Regions from separate parts of the Gossypium hirsutum genome. Here region 1 is linked to region 2. Evidence: chromatin contacts called from public Hi-C data. All regions are on one chromosome and are shown on one strand. The core of a region is the stretch at or near the end of the contact, and the rest is flanking DNA. Distances in the headings are between cores, read along the strand shown.

Region 1 (4,830 bases), core at 1,480-3,979, 830 kb after region 2:
AGGCTAAAAGAGAAGAAAAATTAAATAAAAGACTAAAATAACTTTTTTTATAAATTTGGAGAGCCAAATAATTATTATGCTAATATATAAATATCTATTAGAAGAAAATAGGAAAGATAGGCAGCTATTAAGAAAAAAAAAAAGGAAAAGAACGAAGTGCGATGGTTGAAGGAGTTAAAAATTTCTTTTTATAAAACCCAAACCTGCACGGGGTAAAACCGTAGCTACTAAAAAATGAAAGAGAGATTGTTGTGAGATTGAGCTAAAAAAATGGGTGAAATTCATGTCAGTGGTGTGTACCAAACATTCAAAGGAGCCTAAGATATAGAAATGGAAAGGACTTGAGGCATCAAATTGACGCAGAGAAAGAAAAAGTATTTTGAATTGTTAATTTGTTTAGATTTAATCAAAATTAGGTTATTGAAATTTATTTTTTTAAAAATAAATTTGTTACATATCCCGTGAAAATAAAATTATATAACAAATATAGTCTATAGAAATTTAGATTTAAATTTTATTATTTGTATATTTTCCTAATTTTGCTTTGTAAAAGATATAATATATAAAAAATAACACCCTTAATATAATACAATTTATCTTATAAAATAAGGACACTTCCGTCATTACTCAACTAAATTAGTGTCCAGTTAACTCATAATATCAACTCAGTCAAGTGCTTAATATATACAGCTCAAAAGTCAACTTCCTAAAATTGAATTTTTACTTTTTCTTTTTCTGAAAATAATATGGTTAGTGCAAACTGTTGATGCATTGATTGCTGATAGTATGTTACAACATTCTGAGTGTTGAGTGACGGACATATGAGAGAGTCCAGAAATTATGGGTTCTTTAATAAAAGGGTTTTGAGCAAGGAGATTACGGGATCAGTATCAAGCATTTCAAGAATATTTATCTATTATTCTATCTCTGTTTCAAGGAGGATGATCCTATCGCCATATTTAGCTTGGGATCAACCTATTTAAGGAACCTTCTTCCTTCATTATCATAGTTAAATTTAGAGTGCACTAAATAGTTCATTTTACAACATTTTAGACGTTGCAATTTGAGTTTTTTTTGTCATTCATTGATAGTGTTTTCCAGACCTTCAGTTGAGTGGTAAGCAAGTTTACATTAAGTATGAGTTTAAAAATTTTAAAAATAAAAAAGTATATTTAAAAGTTTATCTTTCAATAAAAATATATAAAAATTTATAATAATACATATAAATTATAAAAATATTTGTAAATAAATAAATAAAATTTACATTTATTTATTAAAATAATAATTCTATAAATAAAGCAATTTAGGGGAATCATGAATAAGACTAAAACAGATTCATTTTTTTAACATTAACGACAACAATGTTTAGGTTGGGTCAAAAACTATAGCCTAAGGTTGAAAAAGGTAAGATTTAATATCTTTAAGTTGTTGCCGGAACGTGTTTGTTATGTTTGAAGTTGTGTTTGAAGGCATAGATGATTGAGAATATATATGCGAGGATAAGGTCTTGAATACCCAATTGGTAGAAGGCCATGCATAGAGCTCCACAACTGATTCTTGGTATGATGGCACAATAATAAAGGATGTGAAAATCAAGGAGTTTAGAATAAAAATTATTAGTGCCAGTAATTGTGGGCGAACACAACTCCAACACTTGACAAATTTGGCAAAAGTTAAGGAATAAGGCAGCGTATAATAAACAAATTATTATTTATAGAATAAAAAAATTTAAACATTTGAATTTAGTTTAAGTACTGTTTCTGAGATTTTTAAGAAAATTATTTTATACAATCAAATTTCATGTTAGAAAAAGAGAAAATGGTTATTCATTTATTATAATTTTACATGTATTTTTATAATTGTGTATGTGTTTTTTAGCTGGAAATAAACATTTAAATCATTTTTAATTTTAAAGTTTCTTAATTTTAATTTTGAATTTTTAAGAATCAAAATTAAATTGACAAAATTTTAAAGTTGATGGTTAAATTTATTAAATTTTTTAAAATTAATACTGAATTGATAAAATCTATAAACATTGAAAAGATAATTTTATTATTAGACTGATAAAAAAATTCATACCAACAATTTACTAATGATTTAATGGATGAGTAATCAAAATATTAACTAAAATAAACAATCAAAGGCCGAATTCTAAGTGTTTATTTTTTTTTCAACAAATCTTTCATTCAGTAGGAACCAGATTAATAGAGTGTTACTAGTTCCACAGGTGGAACTTGAGCCCAGTTTGATGGACAAGAATGAATCCTAGTTTTTCCTGCGATCCAGTCAACAGCTCCATTACAGTTCCTTTTGATAAACTTAAACGATACATCATTAAGTCTAGAAACTATCGATAGAATATCTACAACAATTTCAAAAATCTCCCAAGGGCACTGGTTCTTTTTTTTAAGCATTGAATGAGTGCAAGATTGTCGGGTTCAAATTCCACAGACTGCCAGTTGTTATCAGACGCAAGTGTGGAACCCAGCCTTATAGCTTGGGCTTCAGCCGCTAATGCCGTAGACACATGCATCAACGCGCTGGTTCTATCTGTAATATCTCCATTGCTGTTCCTGGCAATTGCAGCCACCCCAGCTTCTCCAATTCTCCCTTTTAGAGAAGAACCACGGTTGGTTTTTACAACTTGAGATGGCGGTTTTGTCCATTCGGATTTGAGGGCAAAGTTAGGGTGGGACCTCCCAGGAACTGAATTCTAAGTTTCATTGTCACGTCACACCGACAAAGAATAGTAATAGTAAATAGTAGGTTAGGACAGGTGCAGCTCACCCCACTTGGTTCTCTCATCTATGTATCTTTTAATTTTGTAGACTGCATCTGCGTTGCACTGCTGGAATCTAATTGTGTACGTATGTTTTGGATATTATATATTATTCCGGTTCACGTGGGGGAGCCACGATTCACAATGACCTCCTATAATATTATTCTTTTTTGTACTAATGAACTCCTATAATATAGTGTTTATAAATAAATATGCCTCGTTCATTTATCAAATAATGTACTTGTCGGATTCGGAATCTGACATGACCGCAACATGCCATTAATTAAATAATTACGTTCTACAATTTATATAAAAAAACCATTCTTACTTATATTAATTCCCTAAAGAGAGGCAATTTGAATGTAGACATGATCCCAATTACTGTCAAAGTTAAAATTTTGTTAATTAGGTAAAAATTTGATGTTCTATAAATAAGGTTTTAAGTTAAAGTATTTCAACTGAAAATTGATATAATTATTGATTGTCGAATAAAAAAAAAACTTAAAATGTAATAATCCAAGTCGTGTATTGTTTCCAACTTAGATTGTTATAAAACAAAAATGGTTGACATTGTACGTAAATGATTGTTAATAATGAGTGAAAGGGAAGGGGCCATGTGTTTTATCCGTATATTGTACTCCTTAATATTTATTTGGAAAACTATGTTTCGTTTGGAGTTTAATTTTGGGGACCGCCTTTGATGCTCAACTCAAACAAAACGCTTCCGTGGATGGCCCTCAAAATTACTTTCCCCAACCTAATTTTCAACCAAGTTTCACGAATTATGTCTTATTTTGATTAATTAATTAATTGCAACTTAAAAGTGGGCATTGGAAGACAAAGGGAAATGAGGGTAAGCGAGGAGCACCGACTGGGGGCACTTCACATCACGGGAGATGGATCGGCCTACTCCTACAAATCAAATACAGATAAAATAAAAGTGGGCCCAATGGATTGTGCGCCCACTTGACGTGGGGGCTTCTACGCCTCATCGACCATCTCTGCTTTTATTGTCCTTTGCCTCACTTCGTCAACGCGTTTCATGCTCCACCTTGCCTCTTTCGGTTAAGGATCACACAACTCAAATTCTCTAATACTTTTTAGGCTAAACTATATTGTTACACAAGTAATTTTGTTTTATTATTTATGAAAAAATTATAAAATAGTTATTTAATTAATTAATTTTTTTAGTTATTAATCGTTAAATAGTTAATGAAAAGATGGCATTGATGTTTTTAAAATTGACATAATACAATCAATTCTATCCATAACTGTCACATATTTTAACAACATTTCACTGTAACAACTTTCTAGTAGAACTAATTTTCTATGTTTATTTTAACCCTCTATAAAAGTTTTTCACTTATAATAGCAACAACGGTTATGAAGTACTTCATTTATTAAATCAGTTCTTTATAATAACATATTCTCGAACATTTTAAGTAAAATTATAGTTATTTCATATAAACAAACATATTAATCATAATTAATTAAATATTATTTTAATAAAATATTTAAATTTCAAATGAAAAATCTCTTAATCATATTTTAATAAATGAAAATAACATTCAATGAGTGAAACTAAAGATATCAATTCAATCAATTATTAAGTTCCCTAATCAAATATTCTATTACAAATTTGGAACATTATAAACTTATAAATTGATTACTTGAATTTAATAAATCCTGATACATTAATTAATTTAATAACCCATAATAATTAATCAAACATATTAGATTTATGAGTTTCGTAATTAATCATGTGAAACACTGTAAAATAAAATATGTATAAAAATAATAATATACACTTGTTATACATCTTTTAATTTTGTTGATTTGATTTTACTTTCTTTTTTTAACATAATTTTGACTTTCTTTATTTGATGAAAATTTATGATAAATTTACAACAATTATCTCTTTATAACAACATATTATAGGTGTATAACAATTGACCTTCGAAAGCCGACAACATATTCATCGATTTTCTATTCTTCCTAGACCACCTATGGGTCTCCATTGAGACTGTAATAGCTTGTTTTTAGGTCAAATT
Region 2 (5,581 bases), core at 3,061-5,560:
CGGCCGCCAAGAGGCAAGCCGACAGAGTGCAATAAAAATCTTAAGCTGGAATGTCCATGGATTGGGGAGTCCATGAACAATTCGAAAACTTCAGCATGTGCCAAAGTTATATAATCCCCAAGTGGTCTTCATTAAGGAGACGAAAATTTGTAGGAGTCAGATGGAACGAGTTTGAAAAAGCTATGGGTTCTTGAACGGTATTAATGTTGACTCAAACGGATCTAGAGGTGGACTATGTCTGGCTTGGCATGGAGATAACAATATCCAGCTTCAAGTTTTTTGCAAAGACATATTGATGTGATTATAGATGAAGCAGAGGAAGGGCACAAATGGAGATTTATTGGTTTTTATGGGCCCCTTACTCACAAGATAGACCTGATGCATGGAATTTTTTACGTCATCTAGGTATTATTAGAGAGTTACCATGGATGGTTTGTGGGGACTTTAACGAAATTTTATATGGCTTCGAAAAAAAGGTGGTCTACCATGAGAAGGAAGAACGGAAGCTTTTCGTAAAGTATTGGAATAGTGTAATTTGTTGGATATAAGTTTTACTAGAAACTGATGTACTTAAGAAAGGGGAAATATGCCAGGAACTAATATTCAAGAACGATTAGACAGGGGTGTGGCGACTGAAGAATGGTTTCATTTATTTTTTGAATTTCAGCTTCAGCATCTTCCACATACATTTTCATATCATTACCCATTACTAGTTAACACAAAGAAAAAGGATAGGAAGAGAATTCATAAAAGTTTTAAATTTAAAGCATGGTGGGTTTTGGAGGAGTCGTTCTTTATTGAGGTAAAAAATATCTGGGAAAATTCTACAAGAGATTTATTAAGCTAGAAAGTGCGAAAAAAGCGATTGGCTAGTCAGATCTGATATAACAAAGAAGAGAAGAAAAAGATGTTAACTTCTAAATTGGTTCAGTTGCTAGAAGCTGAGAGAAATAAGGATAATTTGGCAGATCTTATTGATACAAGAATTCAACTCAATTTTAAGATCGAAAAGGATGAGCGTTATTGGAAACAAAGGGCGCGAGTTAACTAGCTAAAACTTGGGGATAAAAATAGCACTTTCTTCCACAAACAAGTAACATAGAAACGACAGAGAAATCTAATTCTTAAGATGCAATATGATGATGAGAGGGAAACGAATGAAATACGTGAAATGGAGTTGATAGCCAAATCATATTTTCAACAATTACTTTTTGCTAGAAGAAGAGGAAATTATGAGCATATTTTATCAGGAATTACTCTTTGTATTTCAGACGAGGATAATTCAAAGTTAAAGGCAAGATATACAAAGAAGGATATTGAAAAGGCTTTGACAAAATTGGGTCCCATAAAAGCACCAGGAGAGGATGAATTTTCGGTGGTATTTTATCAAAAGTGTTGGGCAATTATTGGGGAAAATGTTACTACTTTTTGCCTCGCTCATCTGAATGGAGGTATGGATATCAGCTCAATCAATAAAACTAATAGTGTTAATTCCGATGAATTCAAATCCAATGGATATAACGCCTTTCAGGCCTATCAGCTTGTGTAACATCATCTATAAATTGATGGCCAACGCTATGGCAAATCGCATTTGAAACGTATTAGACAAATGCATTGATCTAGCACAAAGTGCTTTTGTCCCCGGGAGATTGATTTCGGATAACATTTTGCTTGCTTATGAACTACTTCACACTTTGAGACATAAGAGGCGGGGAAAAAATGATTTATGGCAATTAATCAGGATATGAGTAAGGCATGTGATAGGATTGAATGGAATTTTGTGGAAGAAATAATGAAGAAATTGGGATTTGATTTAGAATAGGTGGCCTTACTAATGAAATGTGTTACTACAGTATCTTATTCGATGGTTTTAAATGAGTATAATAAGGAAATCTTTTTCCCTTCTAGAGGATTAAGACAAGGGTGGTTGAGCCCGTTCTTATTCTTATTCTTATTCTTATTCTATGGAGAAGGTCTCTCTAGTCTTATGAAGCTAGGAATGCAGGAAAAAAAAGTGAGAGGAGTTAAGGCAAGTAGAAGTGGGCCGTAAGTTTCTCACTTACTTTTTGCAGATGACTGTATGTTGTTTGGGGAAGCTACCGAAAGGAGCGCAATTTCCTTGAAACAGATTCTACATGAATATGAAGTCTGCTCGGGCCAAAAAGTTAATTATTCAAAATCTACAATTTTTTTCAGCAATAATACGCAGGAGGACAATAGAAGAACAATTACTAGAGTGCTCAAGGTACGAAGCTCAAACAATCTGGAAAGATATCTAGGGTTACCTAATTTGGTGGGTAGAAGAAAGAATGAATCTTTTCAGAATTTGAAAGATAGACTACAACAACGAATAGATAATTAGAGTATCAAATATCTCTTACAAAGAGGTAAGGAGGTTTTTATCAAAGCTGATTTACAGTCTATACCAACCTGTTCAATGGTGTGTGTTTTGCTTCCTAAATATTTATGCACGAAATTAGAGGGTATAATTGCAAAATTTAGGTGGCAAACAAATAGGGGAAAAAGGGGATTCATTGGTGTGCTTGGAAGGATATTTGCTCGCTAAAAGAAGTGGGTGGTCTAGGTTTTCGAAGTCTTGATAAATTTAATATCGCATTATTAGCTAAGTAGGGTTGGCGTCTTATTAGTTATCCAAATTCTTTGTTAGCCCGTATTTTAAAAGCTAAGTATTACCCGAATACAAATTTCTTAAATGCTCATTTAGGTAACTTACCTTAACTTACTTGGAGGAGTGTTTGGTCAGCAAAAAGACTTCTGGAGGAAGGATTATGCTGGAGGGTTGGTAAAGGAGACCATATATCAGTGTGGACCGATCTCTGGGTGTTGGGTAAAGAAGAAGACAGAATACAAAATCACAGCAGAAATGAAAATATCAGATTAGTGTCTGACTTAATCGACGAAGTTAACAGAACTTGGAAGAGTTAATTGATTGTCCATACCTTTCATACGGATATTGCTAGGAAAATACTACAAATTTTGTTAGCAAAGTCCACTCATGAAGACTTTCAGGTGTGGAGAGGGGAGTCATTTAGAAACTGCTCAGTAAGAAGTGCCTATAAACTATTACAGGATACTACATTGAATCCTAGTAATTATATACAGGCCGATACTAAAAATTTTTACAAGAAATTGCGGAACCTATACATGCCTTCGAAATTCAAAATTACAATGTGGAAAATTTTGTGGAATTACATCCCCACTTTTTTCTAATCTGAAGATGAGAAGAGTAATGGTTGAGGATCAGTGTATTAGATGCCATCAAGGTGAAGGAGACAGTAACCATGTCTTCTGATTGTACCCTACAACGAAGGAAGTGTGGAGACATTTAAACTTCTCATGGGTTCTTAATAATAGCAATCCAGATTTTTGGACTTGGCTTACTTTGGTTTTCAATCAAGGGACGAATGAGCAATGTAGAATCTTTTGTTGCGGACTCTGGTTAATATGGACAAATAGAAACAAGTTAATCTATGAAGGCAAATCAAGCACCAGTCAAGATATCTCAAAACAAGTTACCAGTTACATTTCAGAGTTGGATGGTATAGAGGACAAAGTACTTATCTTGGAAGCAAAAACGAGACCCATACAGAACATGTAGAGGGCGAAGGTGGCTATCTATTTTGATGCGGCTTTTGACCTACAAAATTTTAGATCTACATCAAACCTAGTTGTTAAAGATGAGGGGGTAGAATCATAGCATTAAAATCAACTCTTCATTTCAACGTTGCATCTCCGTTTGGGTGGAAGCACATGTAGGATTTCAAGCAAAAAAATTAGGGATTCATATGGGTTTTCATACTCTGGACATACTAGGAGACTCGAGAACGATAATAACAAAATGTCAAAGTGCAGATCGTGACAGATCAAATATCGGAGCAATTATCGGTGACATTCAAAGTCTAAAGACACATTTCCAAGAAATCAGATCCCATTTCATCCCAAGGACAAAAAATACATGCGCTCATCTATTAGCAAAAGCAGCACTCAAGAATGGCAAGGAACAATACCTAGAGGGAGGGATTCCACAATCGATTAGAAGAGAAATAGAGAAAAATTTCCGGGAACTTTCAAATTAAAAGAGAAGAAGAAACGACTAAGACCATCGGAATGAAAGAGGAAAAGAAGAGTTTGTGACTTTTGAAATGGAAGAAAAGCAAATGGTTCTGTTTTGGAAATAAAGTAGATAAGCAAAAGATTTTTTTCAGAAGATCTGCTTCGCTTTACAGCTGTCTCGGGGATATGAATTGGCAGTATCATTATGATGGCCAGCTGTACCCGACGACTGGAGTATAGATATAGGTTTATTATTTCAGTTCAGTTTTTATTTTTGAATTTATGGGCCAATCTGATGGCGGCCAGTTTTTGTTATTTGTTTTCTTAGGCCTACTTAGCTAGAGTTAACCGAATCCAACATATGGGATATTTTTTTGTTTAAGATTTGAATTCATTAATCCAATTGAATTTTTTTTTAAAAGTATAGTCCCTCTTAAATCCATAAATAAAAAAATAATGCATTTTAACGCACTCAAACTCATATTTTTCTATATTGACATTAATATTCATATCAATCAAACTAATGCTAAATCAACAATAGATGAATATTTAGTAATTGTTTTCAAAGTTAAAAGCACAACCATAGGTACTGAAATGCATAAAAAGCGGTCCATAATTATAACGAAAAAAGAGTATACTTCACAAAAAATATTGATGTGTGGCGCAAAAAAGAACATCATTTGTCACAAAAAGAATCATCATTCACCAGTGTACTTTAAACTTTTTTTTAAAATTTTCTTTAAATTTTTTCAATAATATTATTAATTTCCACTGATTTCTTTTCAAATTTTTAATTTTTTTATAAATTTTATAATTCATATGTTTTTTTCTAGATTATATATATATATATTCTAAACTTTTATATATTTATTTCCATTTTTACATTTTTAATGTGTATATACAATTAATAAAGAAAATAGTTATTTTTGTATATAAAGGCACCTCGTGGTATTTTTTTAATTGGCTATGAGAAAAATTGGATTAAAAAAATATCACGAAGGTATATTTTAGGTATTAAATTGAAAATTCAAGTGTTTTTAAGGTATAAAATTGAGGGAAAAAAATAAGGATTAAAACGAGAAAACAAGTATACTTTAGGAGCTAAAATGAATGAAGCCTAAAATAAATAAAAACATATTATGTGTATATTAAGTCAAGTAGATTGAGGAAACATAATGGGAAATGGAATGTATTTACTTTCTTTGGGTTTGCAAGGTTAATAATACCGTAAGTTGTGATACCTTTTTGAAGAATAACTTGGATTGAAAAAAAGAATTGAGTTTTACTATTGATGAAGTTTACTAATTTGTTTTGGCTCCTGTTAGACGATTGAACTCTATGGTTGTCCATAGGAACACATTCATACTGACATGCCTGTAATTAAAAATGCCATCGGAATTATACTCACAAAAGGATTAGCATATGCCTAAATATAGAAAAAATTGCAGAATAATGAGATCCTTTTGATGCCAATAATTGGTAAGTGTTTTATTTGATGGGGTCGCTT

The links. A called contact is a pair of places that touch in the nucleus more often than the background predicts.
Region 1: a Hi-C map of leaf shows a contact between it and region 2, with 1.7 times the contacts expected there. The contact joins the enhancer-like site here to the promoter of LOC107961637 in region 2. A contact is called at or near these places in 2 of 34 Hi-C or Micro-C datasets (both in leaf).

The regions. Positions count from the first base shown.
Region 1 is chrA06:22,374,967-22,379,796 of Gossypium_hirsutum_v2.1, forward strand. No RefSeq gene overlaps it. Among protein-coding and RNA genes, the nearest start is that of LOC107962189, 50 kb to the left of the region's middle. Within about 2 kb of position 2,730, at least 4 of the 9 cell types and tissues checked have an H3K27ac peak or open chromatin away from gene starts, as enhancers often do. A contact at or near this core is called in leaf, where this site is marked.
Region 2 is chrA06:21,539,338-21,544,918 of Gossypium_hirsutum_v2.1, forward strand. It overlaps LOC107961637 (20 kDa chaperonin, chloroplastic), which reads right to left and starts at 4,311. Exons shown (of 10, transcript XM_041115858.1): 1 at 4,029-4,311; 2 at 3,403-3,658; 3 at 2,961-3,320; 4 at 2,735-2,837; 5 at 2,064-2,148.